2 separate regions of the Athene noctua genome follow, and region 1 is linked to region 2. Evidence: chromatin contacts called from public Hi-C data. All regions are on one chromosome and are shown on one strand. The core of a region is the stretch at or near the end of the contact, and the rest is flanking DNA. Distances in the headings are between cores, read along the strand shown. Region 1 holds the start of TCEANC (transcription elongation factor A N-terminal and central domain containing). Region 2 holds the start of GEMIN8 (gem nuclear organelle associated protein 8).

The links. A called contact is a pair of places that touch in the nucleus more often than the background predicts.
Region 1: a contact with region 2 is called in a Hi-C map of heart, with 4 times the contacts expected there. The contact joins the promoter of TCEANC here to the promoter of GEMIN8 in region 2. A contact is called at or near these places in 2 of 2 Hi-C or Micro-C datasets (heart and liver).

The regions. Positions count from the first base shown.
Region 1 is chr1:181,920,182-181,925,594 of bAthNoc1.hap1.1, forward strand. TCEANC (transcription elongation factor A N-terminal and central domain containing) reads right to left here and starts at 2,544. Exons shown (of 4, transcript XM_074907035.1): 1 at 2,262-2,544. The coding sequence starts at 2,531.
Region 2 is chr1:181,681,677-181,687,091 of bAthNoc1.hap1.1, forward strand. GEMIN8 (gem nuclear organelle associated protein 8) reads left to right here and starts at 1,522. Exons shown (of 6, transcript XM_074906965.1): 1 at 1,522-1,608; 2 at 2,413-2,464.

The DNA of each region.
Region 1 (5,413 bases), core at 1,294-3,793, 240 kb after region 2:
GAGGGGAACAAGCAATTCTTTCTCTTGAATACACTTCCTTGACAAAAGAGCTTTAAAGATTATTCTTATTCAGATAGAGCTAGCAAAGACTTCAATTATAGCCCACTACAAGCAAAAGTAAATGTTCAGTCTGCAGTATCTTTTGATGGCAAATCGTGCGACAAATCAATATAAAAATGGAATATGTAAGTAATAAAAACATGTTTTATGAACTTTTGTGAGTTCTTGATCGATAGATGAACAGAGACATTTTATTGCTTAAATGTTCAGTTTTTAGCTAAGCTTCGGCTCAATATTATTTCTATTTGTCACTCCACTGTTAGGAACATACTTACACTAGATACCGCTTTATCATTTTTTATAGGTTTTCCACTGAAAAACTATATATCTTTTTTCCATTTAAAAATAAATTCTTTGTATGCACAAAAGCACATATGTTTCTGACCCCTCTACAGAGAAAGTGTATGATACAATTACTATTTATATTAGTCTGCTAGAATTCCTTCATCTAAAACATGAAAAGTACACATCTAAACATTTGAGAGTCTTGAATAAGACACCTGACATACTGTTTGAAGTAAGGTATGAAATATTTGAAATAGAAATGGATTTTTATATATATTATTAAAAACAATACTACACTGAAAGTGTGAACTTCCTAATTCCTTTCTAGATTTATGCCACTGTTTGTCATACTTCAAGACACCAATATAATAAATACTTAACAAATTCCCATAATACTACCATCACAGATACCCATCCTGCGGTTTTCAAGGTCATGCTCTTCTGTGAGTGGGGATTACAGCTCCTTACGATATAAATCAGTTGGGTAATTACAACAGCTGGGAGAAGCAGCCCAGCCTATGTATTTGAAAGCACTGACTATGCATGATGTGAAAGCCAGCTGCAGGTGGCAGCTTGTCTGGAAGAGGTCAGGAGTCAGCCTCACCATGCCAGGAGCTGATCAACACCAGTACAGTAACCTTATCTCTGAGACGGGCCCAAGAAACTAGGTAGAGATCAGCCTGCACTCGCTCCCATAAAATGGGTGGGCCAGTTCACATAGGAACCGTGCTCCAAAATGCCACTCAGAAATGTCATGGTGATACAAGGAAATGATCACCTACTTTGCAACTTATTTACTTAAAGCAACTTACATTGATTTCTGAATATTGCTTAATAATCCTTGCTTGCCCTGACTGTTCTGTAGAAGCTTACCAAGGACTACTGTGTTCATCAAAACAAAGCAGTTTTCTGTGAAAACTTACCAAAAATTACTATGTTTGTCAACAATAAAAGACATGTCTTTGGAAAGCAGGTTATGTTCTAACAAGTTTAGTCTTCGTAACGGATAGATAGCCATATACAGGCAGTACAAATTAACAGACTGGTGCTTTTAGATAAGACAGAGGTGGTAAACCAGCGAGAACCACACTTGCTATTCAAGATACTGGCTAAGAGAATCTGCACATGCTCCAAGGAAAAGTACAAGGTGAGAAAGACTGTGAGCCTTACTCCAAAAGACCCCCAAAAGACAACCACCAGCCGGCGACACGCAGGTGCAGATAACATAAAATGCCGACACCAGCCTTTCGAACCTTACTTACGCATGTGTATATTTGTGTTATGTGATCCAATGGATACGTATATCCACACTCGATAAGCTTTTGGTAAAATGTGCTGGTGGTGTGCAAGTTTTGTGGAGAAATCCCTTTGTGCCCCAGCGTCGGAGTAAACATACCTGCTTTATAACTCTCTCTGACTTGTAGAGTCTGTTTCCGCGAATCAACGGGAACACTAACTCCCTGTTTTTTCTCCAAATCATTCATGAAAACCTCCTCAGGTCTGTTCCTCCTACATATCCTCTGACCCACCTAGCTTAAGAGCCACTGTTGTATTGCTTAGGGGCGAGATGTCACCCCTCCTCAGACTCCTGGCACACCACAGGCGGAAGGAGAAGCGAGCCCGGACCTACCTATCGACGGCCCCCGACGCCTTAAGGAGCTGTGACCGCTGCACCGTCCCCCTTTGGCCCCCGAGGCGGTTTGGGGGCCCCGCTCGGCGCCATTTCGCGGCGCTGCGGAGAGCCCCCGCCCCACTCGCTCCCGCCGTCCCCCCGGACCTCACCCCCAACGCCAGGGCAAGGGGAGGCGACGCTGAGGAGGGGGGAGCTGCACGCCTCACTCTCGCTGCCCCTGGGCGAAAGGCACGGCGTTACTACCCTCCCCCCCGTACCCTGGCAGCGGGGCCGGTGCCGTTACCTCCGCAGCGAGCCTCAACATGGCGCCTCCCTCCCGCTTCCTGCGCCGCTGCCGGGCGCGCCGCCGCCATTTCTGCCGGCGGGCGGGGGCGAGCGGTTGCGGGCTGGCTCCGGTCCGCGGCCCCTCGTGAGCCCCGGCGGAGCGGCCCGGTGCGAACACTCGTGGGCAGCCCCGCTCGCTGCCGCCCGGGGCCCGGGGCGGGAGCTGCCCCTGGGCAGAGAAGCCACGTCCTGTTGTCAGGCAGCCGTGGGGGCGGCGGGAGGGCGGCATATTCAGTGTGAGGTGCTGTGCTGTCCCCCGGGCCCACTGCAGGGCTGAAAGCACCCGACAGCCGGGGAAACAGCTTGCTTTCCCGAGCAGCCTCAGTGTGAAGGCAGAGCTGCTGCTGAGGCCGCCGGCACGTTTTGCGCATCGCTGTGTTCTGGTACACAGGGCCAGGGGATGAAAAAATGCACCGGGATGCAGCCCTGGGGCCCTTGTGCCGGGCACGGCCTTCCCCCGGTGCCCGCCTGCGTCTGCCGCGCTGCTGGAGCGGGAGCTGGACACAGGCCTTGTGAGCCGGGCTTTGGGAGTGCTCTGCTTGGGAAAGCTGGAAAAGATCTTTGGCTCTGCTCAGCCGTGGGGCTGATGAAAAAGTAGGTTCTACTCATGTGAATTTAAACTGCAGCCTCAGTTATGGCTCTTCTCGAGCAAACACAGCTAGGGAGAGGCTGTGAGACACACCAAATGGGATAAAAGAGTGTCTAGGCTAATGGAGAACAAAAACAACAAAAAATTGTAAAACTTATATTTTCAACATAGTACTGCATTATTTCTGGTATAACCTACTAGTCTTTTGGATAACAAATGGAGCTATTAGTATACACAGGGTTAAAGAAAATATAAAGCTTCACAGGGTAACAGCTTTTGGATATAATGAAGATCAGATTAAGGAGTAAACACCTAAAAGTTGATATATTTTTGTCAAAGAAAAGGTATTTGTCATTACCTTTATTGCAGTGCCTTTCTATTTCCTATGTTTTATGCAGGCATTCAAAATGATTTTGTAAAAGAGTAATAGTTCTAGAACTTTGGTTCTACAGCAAATGTACAGGTGTATGGTGAGGTTTGGTTTCAATGATTGAGAAGTCAATATGATCTTTTAAGGATTAGTTTTGCTTTTATTCACTAATGAGGCCTATGTTGCCCTCTGCTGACAGCAAACTGAACTTAGCTACCTGAACTTGCCAAATATGTTTTGGCGTTAAGTATCATGTATGGCAGACACACCTCTGTTTCCACATCTTCACATAATGAGCATCACCACTACTAATAACAAAGAAAAAAAGCGCCTTGCATTGTTGTTTATGTTGTAAAAAATCACATAAGCACTTTATTAAATTATTGTAACAAACTAGTGATCGGTGTTGATTACTGCATGGTATCAAACCCTTGCTAGTGCTGCAGTAGTTGCATTACACACTGAAGAACCCTAAATGATTGCTAATTCTGTTTAATACTTAATTTGCAATGTGTTTGTGCCAAACTAATGACTTCATCAGTGATTGGATGTGTGGTGCAGCGGTTAGCCCTGGCTAGCTGGAGGCCACAGTTGAGATCAGGCTTCCTTTTTGCCTTGTCTTTGTGGCTCACACAGCAACAAAGTGTGGGACAAAACCTGTCCCAAAGAGTCCATAGTTTTATGAAAAAAGATGAAGAATTTGAAGCAGATGACATGACTTTCTAGAACTAGCACAATAAAATAGTAGCAGAACCAGAACACAGTCCAAGCATTCTAGGTCCAAATGTGGCATGTCACCCAATGGTCTATCTTGCATATTTGTAAGTATTGCAGCATCGTATGTCATGAGCTCAGCACCAGCTTTCATTGCAATATTCAAGAGTTCGCAGTTTAGTTTCAGTTTGGGGCTCCCACGATAAGGCTATTGAATGCTGGTTTTCTTTAATCTTTCTCTATCTGTATGATTGTGAAGGTGGTACATATAGAATTCCTTATATCCTCATCTTAAAGGGCCTTGCCTGCTGCAGAGGCACAGAGATCCTTTGGCAGGAAGGCACAAGAAGGAGCATGACTTGCCTCTCCTGATTAACCCTCCTTTGAGCAGGGATCAAAACTGAGGATGCCTCCCCTGGAGGTGTGTTCCTCACTCAAAGGACTGCTCTGGCATTTCCATTAAATCTTTGATCTAAGGAATAAAGGATCATTATTCCATTTCCTCATTTATAAAACAGATACAATAATGCTTTGTCAATTACTCCTGAAGTAAAACAAAACAAAAATGTGATAAAATTTATATGCCCATTATATTAATACATATGTGTATATGTGTGCAATGATATATATGTACATCTTCTGGGGTAAAATCAGTGTTACTCTAACAGCAACAACATCCTTGAGACTTCAGTATTGGCTGTGGTAAGTATCTGCTTCTCTAAAAACATAGGCTTCTATTCAAAAAAGTGAGATACTCTGCCAGATGATAAGTATCCACAGAACTAGTTGGAAAAATGATGGTCAAACACTGTTCATCATAAGGTTCCTGCACAGAAGAGTATCAGTTTAAAATAAAGTTCCCTAAAAGAATTTTTTTTCTAAAACAGTGGTTCTTTTTAAAGAAAAACAAAATCAAACCAAAATGTTAGGTGTTATTTATTCTATACAATTTTTTAAATATTTGTATTTTATTTTTAAAATTATTCCATAATGCTGTAACAGGCTGCTATTTTATCATGTAATTTACTGCTTTGTCATATAGTCCTACAGTGATACAACATATAATTTTGGACATACTATAAGAATTTAACATTTCTGAGTTTAAATGAGCTGTAAGTTTGCATTTTATGCATGTAATCTACATTTAAAAAATTAGCATAAGAACTTGTGAGCAGATCTGGCTTGCCATTGAGCAGCAAAAAATCCATCAAAATTGCCACAATTATTAGTCTGTTCATTTATTAACTTATACCTGTATCTATGAAAGAGATCACAATCACTGAGTGTAGAACAGTGATAATGCAGTTTCTCTTCATGAAATAAGAAGCTTTTTTTAACCAGTTGAAGGTGTTATGTGTTGATAATACACTGGCAATGAAATATTGCAGAGATGTACTTCAATTCACAAAACATTTGTCATGTAGTTATTTGAAAAAAA
Region 2 (5,415 bases), core at 272-2,771:
TCCATTGTTGCTGCAGGAGCCATAATCAGAATCAGAATGATCTTGGGAAGGAAAAGTATACCAGGTAAAGTATACGAGCTGAAGGATATGACAGCAATTTAAAAAGGATTGATCCATTTCTTGATTTGTTGTGCCTTGTTGCTGCCTGTTCTGATTCAAACATTCAAAAGATTTGGATAGTAAGTCATGGTGGGTTCAGGGTTTTTTTGCATCTGTATTCATCATAGAGAAACCTGGAGTAGCTCCTATGCTGGCATGTTGAGAGGTGTATTAGAGCATCTTTCTCACCTGAAGTGTTTGTAGACCAGGTGACAAAACAGAGAAATTGAGCAACAGCAGATCTGCAGGGCCAGAGAGTATTTCCCCAAGAGTTCTGCAAGGAACACAGAACCGAATTAATTCTGAATTATTCTTGAACGCAGTTATCGGGTTGTATCAGTTGAAGTTCTCAGTAGAAGAGTACAAGGTAGCTAATGACATTAGTAAAACAGGTTCCTAAAAACATCTTAAGATTGTATGAACTATTAAAACTGATGCCCATACCAGGTAAATTAGTAGAAATTATTTCAAAGAATAACTTCAGTAGATATGTGGGAGATAAATGCAGAAACTTGCTATGTGAAGGAGCCTCAATACGTGTGCTTTTTAAAGTGGAGTAATGTTTCACAATGGAGTTTTTTAATTCAAGCAGGTAACAAAGGAAAATTGTCTCAATATGGTCTGCTGGGATTTTAAGTAGGCAAGCAGTTAGGGTGGTAAGCACAACAGGAGAGCTAAAAAAATGGGAGTAAAAAGTTTCTTGTACTGGAAGTATTAATTAGAAGCAAGGAAAGCGGAGAGCAGAAATAACCATTAGCTGTGGTGGTCTCAAGCTGTATGGCCCATCCGTGAGTTGTCTGGAGAAGGGCACAGGGGATGGGGTGGCACAGTCTGTGAGGGCACCGTGCTACTCAGTACGGTAAAGCTGAGGCTTTTACTGACCATGCAGAAACACAAAACAACATTACAATACCGGATAATAGCAAGCGAATTTAACCTATATTGCCTAAAATGGTGCACAAGGGAAAAAAGAAATCCCTGCTTCACTGGCTGTGACAGGCCCCAAACAGGCTGCTCACGCACAGTCCCGTGAAAATAGTAGCTCAGTAGCCGTAGAGAACCTTAACAGGAAGCTTAGAAATGAATCGGGAGAAAAAGAATCAGAGGCGAAGTCGCACCACAGCACAGCCCGGTTCTGAGTAATAACGCGCCTTGCAGAGTACTGGACACGCTCTGGGAGGTACCGAGGGGCCGACCGGACCCCAGGAGCTCGCAGCACCATCCCGGTGGCGGGCAAGTGGCTTCACGGCGCAGCGCGCCCACCACTCCCGCAGAAGGGACGGCCGCCGCGCCGGGGGCCCAGGGCCGCCCGCGGGAAGCCGGACCCCGCAACCGCCTCCCCCTCGGCCCCGCAAGATGGCGCCGCCGGACCGGGCAGTGGCCGGGCGGAAGCGGCGGCAGGAAGCGCCGCTCGCTCCGCCCCGCTCGTCCGCGCCGGAAGGGAGGGAGGAGGCAGCGCAGGCGGCAGCGCTCGGCTCCCCTGGCCCACCGGAGCCACAGGCTGCCCGGGTGGGTGCGGGACGCTGGTGTCCCTGTCTCTGCGCGGGCTGCGGGCCGGGCAGCCGGGGCGAGCGGTGGCGCGAGCGGGCAAGCGGACAGCTCGGGAGGGAGTTCCGCCTTCGGAGCGCGGGGTCGGAGAGGCGCGGTTCATGGCACGCCGACCGGCTGTACGGCCTCGGGGCTTTCCCTTTCCTTTCCTTTCCTTTCCTCTGTAAGATTGCGACCTCCGGCCTGAGGCGGCGGTGCGGGAGCTCGGGCGAGAGGGGTCCTCTGTGTGCGGGGGGTTGGCGCCGGGGTGAGCCTGGGCGTGAGGGTTTGTTTTCCTGCCAGCCCTCGGATTTAGTTGTTTGCCCTAGTTGGCAGAGGCGAGAGCTGCTCATCGGGTTTGTGGTCATTAAAGTCATTGACCTGAGTCTGGGCACAGCATCTGTGAGACTAGGAAATTAATTTTCCCTGCAAAAGCAATAGTGTAAAAGTTTCGTCCTCTTCCTCATTCACTGACTAAACTGACAAGCCATATATGAAACATAAACTAACTGGGGCTACTAATGATTGTACAGCTTTTAGCACTTCACTTTTGACCTCTGATTTTTGGTCCAGATAGCTTTTGGGTTTGTGTGCTGGATCTCAGAGAAGACAGATCCTCTTCTTTTGGAGCAGCAGAGGACTACGCTGTCTCAAGCTCTGCTCGGGTCAAAAGAGCCATAATACACTGAAGTTTGCTCTGCATGCTTTGTTGGCAGTAAATGTGGATTGTCCCTGCAATGAACATAATTTTCTCTTATGTGTAATTTGTTTCCCTTCCATTCGCAGGAATTACAACTGTTGGTGGAAAGACACTGCTGTGAAGACACCGCAGTGATAGGTAGGCCTTCACAGCTCAACTGACTCTCCTGTTGGGATATGAGCAGCCATAACTGTATTCTAAGCGTCTCGTATTTAAACCATTCACAAACAAGAATGCGCTGTATAGAGTTGGGAATTTTTACCTTTTTTTCTTTTTAAAGGAAACAACTTGTACTCTCAACTGTCTTAGCAATCACAGGCTTTTATTTCTGTGTAACTGTAACTAGGGCCCTTCAGTATTATCATATACCAGCAGTGCACAGTATTAATCTGAAGCACAGAGCGTCAGAACACTTTTTAGACTTTTATTTTCTGGTGGTAATTCTGCACCAAGAATAAACATGAGAAGTATAAAATGAAACGCACGTTTGTGGGAAGACGCACACTTTTGATGTTACATGGCATGCTTTTCTTACTGAACTCTTCAAATATCTTTGGAGAGTATGTAGTAGGGTGAGTTCAGAATACGCAGCACAAATTGATGTTTAACACCGTAAATTGTGAAACTTACTTCCATGGGATGTTGTGGAAACATGTAGTATTCGTGGGTTCAGAGAAATGACATGTTCTGTCTCTAAATACTAAAAGCACTTTGGAGCTAAAAAAACTATCTGAACTGCCACTGGCTGAAATCAGGAGAAATGTACCTGAGAAAGTAATTCCTGGATGTGTACTCTAGTGTTATATTTTACTGAGCATCTCTTACTGCCCATTGCCAGAAGCTGGATAGGGGAGTGTTAGGGACACTCTGGCCTGACTCAAGAAGGTACTTCTCACAGGCTAAAGGAGCAGGGACAAAAGCAGCAGTGGGCAAAGGATGTGGCCAGCTGTCCTTTTTTATATTTTTACCTTAATATCATGCTACAGGTTAATTAATCTTGTGTTCATCGGTGTTCTGAAGAAAGTCAAACCCTCCCTGATCCCGCACTGGTAGGACTTTCTGAGCTGTGCCTGTCGACCCCGGTACGGCAGCCATGTGGCAGCACTGTATCCAACACACCACTAGAGGGACTTCGATCCCCAAGGATGAATTACATTACCGAGTTATAAAAACCAGTATTTCATGGTTGTGTCTCACAATACGACAGACATTGTCTCAACTTCTTTTGATTCCGGTGGAATTAAATGCTGTCACTGCTTTGATCAGAGTTCTTTATTTTCACTGATGCTTACCTGCTTCAGGTTGTTAAGGAGACAGGCATGTTTCTGATGAAAGGGAGTAGATCTATATTTAATTATCAGTCAGGAAATATTTTAAAACTGAGAAAAGGAAGTCATAACATTTGTCAAAAAATAACTTTTCCATCATTAATGGTCAGCACAGGCAAACAAATATCTCATTTTAAAGTCTACATTTGCTGGTGAGTTTCATATGTTAAGTTGCTTCCATATTTGTTTTTAAAAGTATAAGTTATAAAAGTACAGTTATTACATTTATTTTCTGCTGCTTGTCATGTTTCATATTTTATGTATTTTGTTTTGGAAGAGTAATTCCACTGAAAACAAACCAAACTCATTCTTAATTTAGTGGCCCAGCTTTCAACATTGTTATGCTTCGCTTTATATTTGTAATCTAATGTTTCATAAATGATTTATGAAAATAATTAAAGTGTCTGTGCTTGGCAAAACAGGTTTTTCATATTTGGTAAACTAATATAGTTGTATAATTTTGCCAGGGTTTTTCCCCTCCTTCCCCTTCAGAGAGCATATGTACATGTTGCGTATTAATAATAAAGTATCAGACTTCACCACTTAATGTAAATAGTCTTTTAAAAGCAGTAAAATCTGAACCTGATTCCTGCTTATGCTGAAGCTAGTTCAAAGACTCTTTTGTCATGTATAAGTTAGAGTGAACATGAAAATAAAATAAACATACTTTTCCTGAAGTGGAAAATGGAAGAATTGGTTACCGTCGATTTAGGTTTTTAAGTATGAGAAAAAGACATTATGGTAACCTTGACAGTATCCAGATGTATATGGGAAAGGGATGAAAAATATGTGTGTATGCCATGAGAATGGAGATGGAAGTTTTGAAGAGGGCTAGCATGGGAAATGAGATGTTTGAAAAGAACAAAGAGGGATAGCCCAGGAGTTTTTAATGTATGTGTGGGTTTCAAGTGTTACAAGTCACTACAGTGTTTTACAGTGACCTCAGCATGAGGTTTTTTTCTTCCTACAAGCAGGCAGGAGAGCACATTTTTTGGCTGCCTAATGCCTAATCCTGCAATCTGTTGCTCGCATGAGTCGTCCCATTGATTGCAGCGGGACTGCTCATGTATGTAGGGCTTCTTGTAGATAGGTTGGTGTGACCAAGGGATTGTGGGTTTGAGCTTAGTGTGGGCTTTGTGAAGGGCAATAATTTGCCTTTGTGGTAGCTGCATAATTTGCATTTTCATTGAACATGGCCCATCCCCATTCTTCTTTCACGCGGGATGGCTTGTCTTAAGAGACAAGAAGTTGCTGTTTAATCAGTATTGTTAAATATGAGGCAGAACACAGCTGGTGTATGTACTGTATTCATATGCATTTTGAAAAATCCTAGTTTTATGCTGGTATAAATTACAACAGTTGTAAGTGCTGTCTTGGCTGTATTCCGGTGTTGCTGGGAATAACATTTGACCATGTCTTAGGGGTAGCAATGGTAGCTCAGTGTTACTGAGTCTCTGTTACCTTTCACTGGCAATCACCTAACGTTCAAGTTGAGGGTGAGAGTGTCAGGAGAAATATGTGGATGAAGCAGCTAACATTTTAATGTAATGATAAAATAATTGTCAGATAGGGAGGGGATTCAGAATATTTCTCAGTGATTCGTGCTGGTAAATCACACTGAAAATGATGGTAATTATAAATCCTGCTCGGTGGTTTTAGATCCCTCTCTTCTCCCCCTGCCTTTGACTTTTTTTTTTTTTTTTTTTTTTTCCTTCCTTCCCTCTTGCGTTTTCTTTACGGGAGGCAGGATCAGATGTCCAA